Regions from separate parts of the Hordeum vulgare genome. Here region 2 is linked to region 1. Evidence: chromatin contacts called from public Hi-C data. All regions are on one chromosome and are shown on one strand. Each heading gives the region's core, a stretch centred on a gene start, on an enhancer-like site or on the middle of the called end of the contact. The rest is flanking DNA. Distances are from core to core; before and after follow the strand shown.

What was found. Hi-C and Micro-C count contacts between places; a contact is called where the count stands out from the background.
Region 2: a contact with region 1 is called in a Hi-C map of seedling, with 3 times the contacts expected there. The contact joins the promoter of LOC123452846 here to the promoter of LOC123452764 in region 1. A contact is called at or near these places in 2 of 6 Hi-C or Micro-C datasets (leaf and seedling).

The regions. Positions count from the first base shown.
Region 1 is chr1H:515,310,357-515,315,939 of MorexV3_pseudomolecules_assembly, forward strand. It overlaps LOC123452764 (notchless protein homolog), which reads right to left and starts at 2,942. Exons shown (of 12, transcript XM_045129479.1): 1 at 2,698-2,942; 2 at 2,498-2,579; 3 at 2,314-2,403; 4 at 1,799-1,924; 5 at 1,052-1,179; 6 at 552-751; 7 at 1-58. The coding sequence starts at 2,847. It overlaps LOC123452804 (sm-like protein LSM8), which reads left to right. Exons shown (of 6, transcript XM_045129540.1): 2 at 3,224-3,295; 3 at 3,413-3,453; 4 at 3,723-3,797; 5 at 4,620-4,672; 6 at 4,767-5,173. The coding sequence starts at 3,268. The coding sequence ends at 4,857.
Region 2 is chr1H:515,738,790-515,744,754 of MorexV3_pseudomolecules_assembly, forward strand. It overlaps LOC123452846, which reads left to right and starts at 4,484. Exons shown (of 4, transcript XM_045129570.1): 1 at 4,484-4,869. The coding sequence starts at 4,582.

The DNA of each region.
Region 1 (5,583 bases), core at 1,692-4,191:
TGTTTTGACCAACTTGCCCTGAGTAGTTTCCCATACTTTGATTAAACAATCTTCAGAACTGCAGTAGAAAGACATTATTTTCAGAATTGTATATGTAATGTATGACCTGATGTGGGGGAATTTATAAACGCCATTCATGACAACACTAGACACTTATGGTCAAGGACATAAGTGATTCGGATTATGCTTTTAGTTAATGGCCTTTAGCCATCTAGGATGTCGGGTGTGTCAGTCAACCGCTTTGCCAACAATTGTGGCTATAAGGATTTAAGAATGAATAAAAATAAAAATAAAAATAACAAGGAGCTAATTTACCAGCAAAAATTACCTACCCGCAACAACATATATGCTTACTGCTACACGGTAAATTTTGTTCTTGTTGACAACAATTATCCAAAGAGAAAACGCCAAGTATTATTATACAGTTAAGCTTATACATCATCTTCCAAGCACAACGTATCAGAAAAACAATAGTGATTTACTACACAATAGTACGCATAGAGTCTCCTTTTACCGGAAGAAGAAAAGGGATTACCAAGTAAGAATCTTACCCTGTATATATCAAACCGTCTCCACCCCACTTGACACAGGTCACAGCATTGGTGTGACCTGTAAGGGAAATAACACACTTCTTTGTGGTAATGTCCCAAATTCGTGCATCGCCATCTTTACTTGCGCTTACAAAACGGCGGGAAGGAGATTGCAAATGAACTGGCTCCCAAGATACAGCGGTAATCCACTTTCTATGCCCCTATTGTAAAAACACCAGAATGAATGACTAGATGTAGCAAGAGTGGAAAAACATCTGCAAGATCTAAATAGACATCTTCTTTCTAGCAATCTGCGGTAGGAAATTCAGTCTACTAGAAAAGAAACAAACTTGTAGTTCTTGCTAACTAGCATTTATTTTAGTAAATGGTTCATAGAAAATTCTCACTTGATGATTAGGATATAATGGAGTGTGATACGCAAATGAAGAAATATGATAAAATCTTATCCTATCTTACAGTAGATTCCAGATGTCAGAAAATAAAGAAATGTGCAATCTTACCGTAAGAGGAGTGCCCAATTGATTGCCTGTTTTGGGGTCCCATAATATAAGCTCTCCTGACTTGCTTCCGCTAACAAGATGTTTCCCATCAGGTGACCATGCAATGCAGAGAACCCAATTTTTGTGTCCTACAAAATACAGGGTTATCACATGAGTTTCAAAGCAATGACGATATCACCCTAAAAGGAGTGCAGATGTGCGAATGGAACAAGCTGAAAGAGTCATAAGAGCCCCAGAAGAGATGACAAAGGCAATCAAATTCCCATTACAATACAAACATAATGTAAAAAACCGATTCATGAAATGCATTAATTACAAGATATGTGTTATGTCATTCCTTTACTTGCTTCAAAGCCTCCAGGTCACGGCTTTGGCCAAGAAAACTATTCCGAAATCATCATGTGTGTGGATATCATATTCATTATATCAAGCCCATCTTAGCCAGTACATGTTCCATTCTACTCCCTCTGTCCCATAATATAAGGACACTTGGGAAGATGGTTCGCCTAGTATTAGAAGAGGTTAATTTCAGTCGGTAATTTACAAGGTTTGCTGTGATGAAGAGATTAAATCGACATACGTGGTTCTGGAAGAAGAAGAAAAAACTATGTCTTTCCATGGGACTTGTAAGATAACTCTTATTAGGAAAGTTTGGTACAAGTGCAGTTATTATCATGGAGGGAGAAGGAATTGAAGCAAACATAGACTAGAAGAAATGAGGAAAAGGCAAGAAGAATTGAAAAGCACCTTTGCATGTGTACAATGGGGTCTGAGTGTTGAGGTCCCAGAAGCGAACGGTGGTGTCACCTGAACCACTGGCGAGACATGTTCCGTCGGGGCTGAAAGAAACGGTGAGTACAGCCTCCGTGTGGCCTGCAGGCAGGGCAGTGGGTAAAGATAGTTTGATGATTCCAGGGTGGCACGTACCCTTGTTTTAACACAGACACAGGCAGGCTCAACAACAAGGTAAACAAAAATCTGGACAATAAGTTGTAGCAAAATGGGTGAATCTATACTCTAGAATATGTCTATGTACATCCGTATGTAGTTTATAATGCAATCTCTAAAATGTCTTATATTTAGGAACGGAGCCGAGGGAGTAATAAACAAACTGTAATAATGAATCCCGTGTGTCGAGTAATCAGTCAGTCAGTCAGTCAGTCAAATGGCAACATACAAAGAAAGAAAGAAAGAAACAATTGGAAGGTTTGGTGGTATTACTAGAATTTAGGAGTACTGTACAAGGCATAGGAAGTTGGTACCGGCGATTGTGGCGGAGCAGCGGTTGACGGGACTGATCCGGAAGACTGCCTGCGGCTGGTAGACGATGCGCAGGGTGACCTCGGCGTTGGCTGTTGAGGCATGCGTTCAATTTATTTTCTTTTCTTTTTTTATTTTCTTGATTGATTGATTGATTGATTTTACAGTAGTAGCGTGGTGACTGACCGTTGTTGCGTTGCATGAAGGCGCCGAGCTGGAGGGAGAGCTCCTCGTCGCCGACGTAGAAGGCGTAGGGCAGCTTGTCCTCCTGCACAGCAGCAGCATCAGCATCAGCATCAGCATCAGGTGAGGTCGTTGTGTAGGAGCAAGAAGCAAGAAGCAAGAAGCAATAGGAAGGAAGGATGGAAGGAATAGGTAGGAGGTACGTTGCGTAGGAGGTGGTTGACGATCTCCTGGAGCTGCGGCGGTCCGACGTTGTGCGGCAGGTAGAGCGCCGCGCCCAGGTGCTCCCCCTCCGCGCTCACCAGCTGGCACATCACGCTGCCGCTGCTTCCGTTGCCGGCGGCGGCGTCCATCACGCTCAAGAGAGGCGGCGGCGGCGGCGGCGGCGGCGGCGGAAAACGAGGAAGAGGGAGGGAGGCGGCGGCTGCTGCTCTGAGTCTGCTCTGCTGCTATGGTTTGGGTCGGGCCGCTCATATCATCGTAACAGACAGACAGACAGGAAGGAGACGCCCGGCCCACTTAATAACTATAAACTAAAGACTAAAGAGGGAGCCCGGCCCGGCCCGGCCCGGCCTCTCTTGCGATGAGATGATCAGGTCAGGTGGGTGAGGTGAGGTGAGGTCTCAAGTGAAAGTGAAAGTGAACAACCCTAGCGAGCGAGCGAGATTCGATTCGACCAGCGCCGCCGCCGCCGCCGCCGCCGCCGTCGCCCAATCCCAATCCTCTCATCTCCTCTCAACCCTAGCGAGAGAGATCAGACAGCACAAAGGGGGATGGCGACGCTCGAGTCCCTCGTCGACCGTGAGTCTCCACCTCCCATCCTCTCCTATGCTCGACATTGTTTCAAGACAAGAAATTTCCCTCCTTTTCGTCCACCACTAATCTTTCTTTTCTTTTCTTTTCTTCATTTCATTATAGAGGTGATCTCCGTCATCACCAACGACGGCCGCAACATCGTGGTAAGCTCACCCGCCTCCGCCTCCGCCTCTGCCTCTGCTCGCTGTATCCTCTGCTTCCTCTCCTCCTCTATGTTATGTTATGTTATGTTATATATCATGTTATGTTATGTTATGTTATGTTATATCATGTTATGTTATGTTATATATCATGTTATGTTATGTTATGTTATGTTATGTTATATATCATGTTATGTTATGTTATGTTATGTTATGTTATGTTATGTTATATTGTAATCAATCAACCAACTTCATATGCTCTGCTTCTCCAGGGGACTCTGCGGGGGTTCGACCAGGCCACCAACATCATCCTCGACGAGTCCCACGAGAGGGTCTACTCCACCAAGGTCACTCCCTCACTCACTCATTAAGCTCATTAAGGTCACACACACACACACACACACACACACACACACACACAGGATGGAAGATATGGATGGATGGATGGACAGAAACAATTCTACTCTAGGAGGTGCTTAACAATTCTAAGAGGATGGATGGATGGATGGATGGATGGATGGATGGATGGAGGTATACAAATGATGCTTGCAAAATTAAATTATTTGCCTTCAACGACTGCCTGGACACAAGAATTGTACATCATGGACCAACAACCTGCCTGTTATAGCCTCTCTCTCTCTCTCTGCCTCACCCACTTAGCTCATCATATGCTTAAAATGTACCCCGTACAAGTTATAGGATAGAAACTGGCTTCCTCGCGACACAGCTTGATGATAAATTTGGAAATCCGCTAAACCACTCTATTGCATCCCCACAAAGTCCAACAGCTGCAGGCATTCTTGTGATCCTCTTGTTGCCGCACGGAATTAATTACTTGGGTCACCTTCTTCTCATGTTGAGGAGGGACGTTCATTCTACCCATGTCACCCTTCACCGTGCACTGCACTCTTCTCGTTTAGTTAGGTCCAAGGATTACTCACTCTTCTCTTCTCTTGTATACCTCTTCCTCTGCTGGTTATTTCTTCACAAGAGGTAAACAGAGGCCCGTGTTTTTTTTTCCCATTGTGGTTATTGGTTTTCCAGTTTCGGTGTTTCTGTTAGTAATCATCAAGGCCTTCACATATGGAAATCCTACTATAGGACTTGCTGTCTTTCTTGTCGGGTTTTATACATGTCGTGTCCATCTGCTGACAGACACTGTGTTGCAGGAGGGAGTACAACAGCTTGTCCTCGGACTGTACATCATCAGGGGCGACAACATGTGCGTGCCCCTTTCACTTCTCTATATGTTTGCATTTACTGAATTCTTTGCATGTACGTAAAAAAATGAAGTTGTTTGTTGACGGCGCATGCAGAGGCGTGGTGGGTGAGGTGGACGAGGAGCTTGACGCGGCGCTGGACATGTCGAAGCTCAGAGCGCAGCCCCTCAAGCCGGTCATCCACTGAAGATGATGGTATCTTCTATCGATCTGATCCTGATTGTGCAAGCCAAAGCTGATTTTGCTCAGTCAATCTGTAATGTAGGTTAATCGATTGATCGCTTGCTCATATCTCATATCTCATACCATGCACCGAGAGCGTGCGTCTTCTTGTATGATGAAAACAACATGGTTTGCTGTGTCGATCGAACGGTCATGCTCTTGTATGTGAGAGAGAGATACATGTATCTCTGTAAGCGTAAGTAATGAATGAACGAATGAAGCAGGCAATTAAATGTTGGAAGCTACATTGATATTATGATATGATGATCCATTTATACGTACTTGACAGCAAACAAGAGAAATCGTCGAAATCAAGACGGACCAAATCGATTTTTACACAGGTATATGTATACACTTATGTATGTGTGTTGATATACATTTGCTTGCATGTGAGGGAGGAAGGGTAATACAGTAGATATGTAGATAGATAGGTAGGTGGATGATGGTGCTCCGGTGGTGGTTTGCTTCAGGAGGAGGAGGAGGTGGTGGTGGCGTTGGGCCTGACGGCGCTGTAGTTGCAAGAGATGAAGAACTGTCCATGGCGGGGGCCGCCGAGGCAGGGAGCGCGGCCGCAGCCGACGTAGTGGTAGGCTTTTTCGATCATGATGATGAAGTGTCCACAGTCACGGAAGTCGTGGCCGGAGGTGCAGTGGTCCGTGCCCTTCTCGTAGATGAACTCCTCCCTCTCCCA
Region 2 (5,965 bases), core at 3,234-5,733, 430 kb after region 1:
TAAAAACGGATGAGTAAAGGGCTTGGAGGCGTATACACATCCAACCAATCAGCTAGCTAGCTAGGTGGAAGGCGGCGGGTTGTAATTTGCATGCTCACATCGATGATAGTTTGTTCGGGCACGTCACACCCCGGCGTGACTTGGGCTTTTGTCCGCCCCTGAATTGACGGTCTATGACAGCACCCAAAAGATGAAAATAAACGACAAAAACGGATGAGTAAAGGGTTTGGTGGCGTATAAACATACAACCAATCAGCCAGCTAGCTAGGTGGAAGGCATCTAGGTTGTAATTTGCGTGCTCAGATCGATGATAGTTTCTTCGGACACGACACACCCCGGCGTGACTTGGGCTTATGTCCACTCTGAATGGACGGCCATCTAAGGCAGCACGCAAATAAGATAAAATAAACGACAAAAACAAATGAGTAAAGGGCTTGGAGGCGTATAAACATCCAACCAATCAGCCAGCTAGCGAGGTGGAAGGCAGCGGGTTGTAATTCGCGTGCTCGGATCGATAATAGTTTGTTCGGGCACGACACACCCCGGCGTGACTTGGGCTTATGTCCGTCTCTGAATGGACGGCCATCTAAGGCGGCACGCAAATAAGATGAAAATAAACGACAAAAACAGATGAGTAAAGGGCTTGGCGGCGTATAAACATCGAACCAATCAGCCAGCTAGCGAGGTGGAAGGCAGCGGGTTGTAATTCGCGTGCTCGGATCGATGATAGTTTGTTCGGACACGTCACACCCTGGTGTAACTTGGGCTTATGTCCGTCCCTGAATGGACGGTCATCTAAGGCGGCACACAAATAAGATGAAAATAAACGACAAAAACGGATGAGTAAAGGGCTTGGCGGCGTATAAACACCGAACCAATCAACCAGCTAGCTAGGTGGAAGGCAGCTAGGTGATTTTCTTTAAACATTGCTTATATGTAATATATAGACAATAAGAGAAAGATGAAGGTAGTTTAGTTGATGATTAATCGAGGATGAATTCCAGTTAACGTGAGTGGATGGAATGGATGGACATAGTGGGCGTATGCCTCTACATAAGAGTGTATTCTTTTATTTCCTTTTATTTAACCATAATGAGGGTGTATGTTGTGTGGTTCACTACAATGCATTCTGACAGTCGGTCCATAAAGAGTCGAGTGCTTCTTCGCCTTATGTCATGCTAAGAGGAGTTACCAAGTGTGCGATCAAAATGGTGATGCGCTATATCTAGGTGAGGGCCGGTTTACGTGAAGAAGGAAGGAGTTGCGACGATATGGAAGGAAGTAAGGTGATGTTGGTACCGGTGACGCCATATGATGTGGCGGTGGAGGGGAGATTGATCTGAGGCATACGAATGAGATGAAGAGTAGGGCAGCTTAGGAAGAAGTAGGAGATTGTAGTGTTCTTTTAACATCACATACTTGCTTGTAATAACATATTATAGCGGAAATTCACTTTGCTTCATAGGTGTATATGCATTTATTGTCTAAATATAGACAATACACATGAGAAAAGGAAGGTAATTTAATTTAGTCAAGGGTTAATGTGAGCAAGTGAAATGGATTGGCATCGTGGTCGTGGGTACATGCTAGTTATTTGGAGTGTGTGTTTGTGTAATTAGCAAGGAGGCAGTACGTGCAAGAAAACAAAGTAGGTCACTGTAGGAGGCAGCTGCTGGTCGATGCTATGAGCCAAACAAATTGAACTTGCTGGGAGTGTGTGATGTCCTCTTGTGTCATTGGGATTAAGTAATTAGATTTGGGTTTTGACACAAGATACTAGCTAAGCTAGTTTATTAGTATATGTGGTTGGTGATTAGGACGGGTAGATGGCGTCGATTGCAACGAGTGGGCCGAGGGAGGAGTACAAGTAGAAGTAGAACAAGTGGAATGATTGATGGAAACTGGTTAGCAGTAGCTAGTAGATCCATGCATGTGTATCAGTATACTAAGTTAAGTTGCACCCGGTCACCGTTAGTAGTATTAGGGGGTATTGTTGTTGGTTTGCTTCACTTACATGTAGAAAAAAAAAGAGTAAAGGTAAAAAACAGACCAACTTACGCGTAGCAAACAGTACTGTAGCAGCAGACAATGTAGGGGTAGAATGAGGGAGGGAGGGAGGGAGGAGAGGCGTGCGTGGCTTTCGTTGATGGCGCAAGGATAGAGAGGTCCATCCATCCATGTGACTGCCCTGCCTCACTGATTGAACAACAACAAGAAGTTTTAGAGCAACTTCAATCCAACGACTCAAACAAACTTACAATTTATTTATTTATATATTCATTTGGGTCGGTCAAATGGACGGACGAGTCCATTTTTCATTTGAATCGATCAGTGCGTCCAACGAAAGAAACATTCGAATTTGCCCGTCTTAAAAAAACAATAAACACATGACATAGATAAACATAATAAAACTTTAATTAAAATAAGCTGACGTTCAACCATCGGCCAAAATCCACTTAAAACATAATTAAACATCGATTAAAATTAAAGAGAAGTCCGCGTCCGCCCGCACGCTGCCCTACACGTCCGCCTTGCCCTTGCCCTTGCCCTTGTCGTCGTCGACGACGTCGCCGTCGGTGAGGTCGATGACGGCAGGAGATGGCCCAGCCCACCCGAATGCAGCCTGGTAGGCTGACAGGGCACCTCCTCGGTGTCTGCTGTGGCAACGGCAATGCGGCAAGCCGGCCGCGCTTCCCCTCGTCCTCCTTGAGATGCAGCGCCTCCTTCTCCCGTTCCCACAACATTTGCATCCGGCCATCCGCCTCCTCGGCCAGCTAGCGATGCCTCCATTGCTCGAGGTGGGCCGCCTTCTCCTCCGGCGTGGCGTCGAAGTAGACGGCGGGGCGAGCACCCACTCACGGACCAGGCCCACCCACTCATATTTCTCCTCCGAGAAAGATGGCGGAGGCGACGAGCGCTTCTGTGACGGCCAGGGCTCCTCCTTAGGCTTGACGATGGGCGGCGGCAGCGGGGGAGGCTCCAGGACAAAGCGCGGGGTGTGGACGAAGTCCCCCGCAACCGACAAGGCGAGGGCGCGGTCCAGGCCGACCCACTTGGCGTCCTCCTCGATTCGTTTGGCCTCCAGAACGTGTCGAAGGGCCATCTCAAGGACGGCCTGGTACGCCACCTCCTCGTCCTGCTCCTCCGGCAGAACCTCGGGCGGAGGAGGAGGGACGAAGTGGTCGACGTGGATGCCTCGACGTCGCTCCTCCTCGTGTTGTAGCGTGAACCAGCGCTCCCGTTGGGGGAGGCTGGCGCGTATGCTCACAAGGCCCATTGCTTCGACGTGAGGTTCTTGCGGCGTCGACGAACCTCCTCCGCGTGCGCCCGCAACGATCGAGGCACTGCTGAAATGGGGATCCGCTGCGGATCTAGATGCCAATCATGGTGTAGGCTGACATTTGGATATTGCAGCGGCCGACGGTACTGCCAATGTCACCACTCCTGGTGGAGTGGTATGTCCCACGAAGCAGGCAGCGACGACGAGTGCCCGCGGGATGAAGAGCTTGCGCCGGCGCTGAGCTTGGCCTTCCCCTTCCCATTCCCATTGAAGAAGCCCATGGCTAGCTAGGGTTTTTGGTCGTCGGCGTGGGAGCAGGCGTGGCCATACATCTGGCCCACCCAAATTTGGGCCTGAAATGGGTCGACGCAGACATGTTGTGGTCATCATTTAGGTTTGCGTTGGCGCGTTGGGCCACTGCTTTTTTTCACGACGACTCAAAAGAACATGCGGATGAAATGGGTCGTCCGTTTGGAGTTGCTCTAACCATCTGGTGTGGGTGGCTGGCGGTGCGGTGTTTTTGTTTTGTGGGCTGTGGTATACTTGGCCATGGGAAACCCGACCTGGCCCGAAATTCACAGGCCGGGCCTGGCCTGAAAATCAAGTCTGAAGATCGGGCTGGGCCGGGCTCGGGCCTACGAAAAACTTTTATGATTGCTTACCAGGCCGGGCCGGGCCAAGCTTGTGCTTAGAAACTAGGCCCAATGGTCGGGCCAAGCCGGGCTTCTTTGGGCTCGGATGGGGCTTGGTCCTAGAAACTAGGCCCGACGATTTGACCCGACCGGGCTGGGTGTGAGTTTTGTACCATGGATTTTTGTTAGGTGTGACCTGAGTTTTGGACAGGTATAGGTGACCATAAGAAATAAGGAGAGATGAGTGAGTAAATGAGAGGGAGGGAGATGGGACAGTAGTAAGTATTGGTTGCTTTGCTTCATTGGTTGATTCGCTGTTGCTTACCAGCAGCCACAGCCAGAGCAAAGCAAGCGGTGAGCCAGCACAGCACCACCACAGCACCACCGCGTTGGCGTTGTGATGTGATGTGATGGTTGGAGACACACACCACACCACAGTACACCACCGTGGTGGCTTTTCTCTTCTTTCTTTCTTTCTTTTTTGTCACATTCTTCCTCCTCCCACCCCCACCCCCGCCGCTCTGCTCTTTCCTCCTCCCCTATAAATCTTGCCTCCGGCGGCCTCCATCCTTTCCAATCTCTCCCAACCCCATTCCTTCATTCATTCATTCATTCACCATCCCCTCCCCTCCTCCCCTCCCACACACAGAGAGAGAGAGAGAGACCAAGATGTTCGCCGACGCGGGGTTCAGCTTCTCCCCATCCTACTCTTCTTCTTCCTCGCCGCCGTCCGCCTACTCGGGTTACTCCCCCACCGTCTTCTCCCACTCCTCCTTCGCCGCCACCCCTGCATCTGCATCCAACCACGCTGCACCGCCTCTGCCTCTGCCTCTCCTGCATCAACAACAACAACAACATCAGCATCAGCATCAACAACATCAACATCAAGCCGCCGCCGCCGCCGCTGCACCCGACGACGCCGCCGCCGCCGCCGCCGCCGCCATGTACCACCACCTCGTGAGTACCTTTCCCCCTCACCTGCCATCTTAATTAATCTCATGCTGCATACATACATACATACATACATACATACATACATACATACATACATACATACATACATCTACATGCAGGGGCATGCCACTGCCACTGCACTGCACCAATTACCTCATCTATATTAATTCCTCCATAAGCAAATCTAATCTCTTGCATCAAATCAATTGGCTCTTCTCTGTTCCATCAAAATAAAAACAGCCCCTTTTTCTGTCTGATTCTGCATCTTGGCTGCAATTCAGTTCATCACTTGTTGAGATCAATCAAGAAAAAAATTGCTTGCTTGCTTGCTGTGCCACTTCTAAGGCCACCGCCGCTTCTTGCTTGCTTTGGGTCCTGACAAATTATAATGTCGCTTTCCCCTTCTCTTCTTGTTCTTGGATATCGACGGCCTCTGCTGTGGGAGACGAATAAAATGCAGACTATTAACTCTGAATAACTGTATTATTCTATTCTATTATACTCCCTTTGTCCAAAAATACTTGTCACAAATACATCTAGATGTGTTTTAGTTCTAGATACATCTAGTTTTAGATACCAGTAATTCCGGACCGAGAGAGTATGTACAGGGGAAAGGGAGGAGGTGTCAACTAGACTAGACTAGACTAGACTAGAAACAATATCCTCATATCATCTCCCATTTTTTAATACTACTGCTCCACTAATTAACCATAACATTTTTTCTTTCTAATACTGCCAACCTTTAACCACCTTTCCTTTTCTTGTTGCAAATATGATGGTAGGAGTACATGTCTAGCACTTTAGTACTTGTCATCAACATCAATCACACTGTCACACACGCACAAGCTGCAGCCAGCCTGCACATTTTTAGCTACTGATAAAGATTGCTTATCATGTCTTGATATATATATAAGTGTATAACACATACAAAAACTTCTTATTTTGCCTAATTCAAACTATCCTAATATACCCGCACCCTCTCATTAATCCTCCTCCTGAGTCCTGATTGACTGAAACATGCAATTTTCAGATGGCTTACTCATGACACCACGACCTTAAATCACAGCACTCCAAACTAGGTAGATTGGTTTCCTCCTAT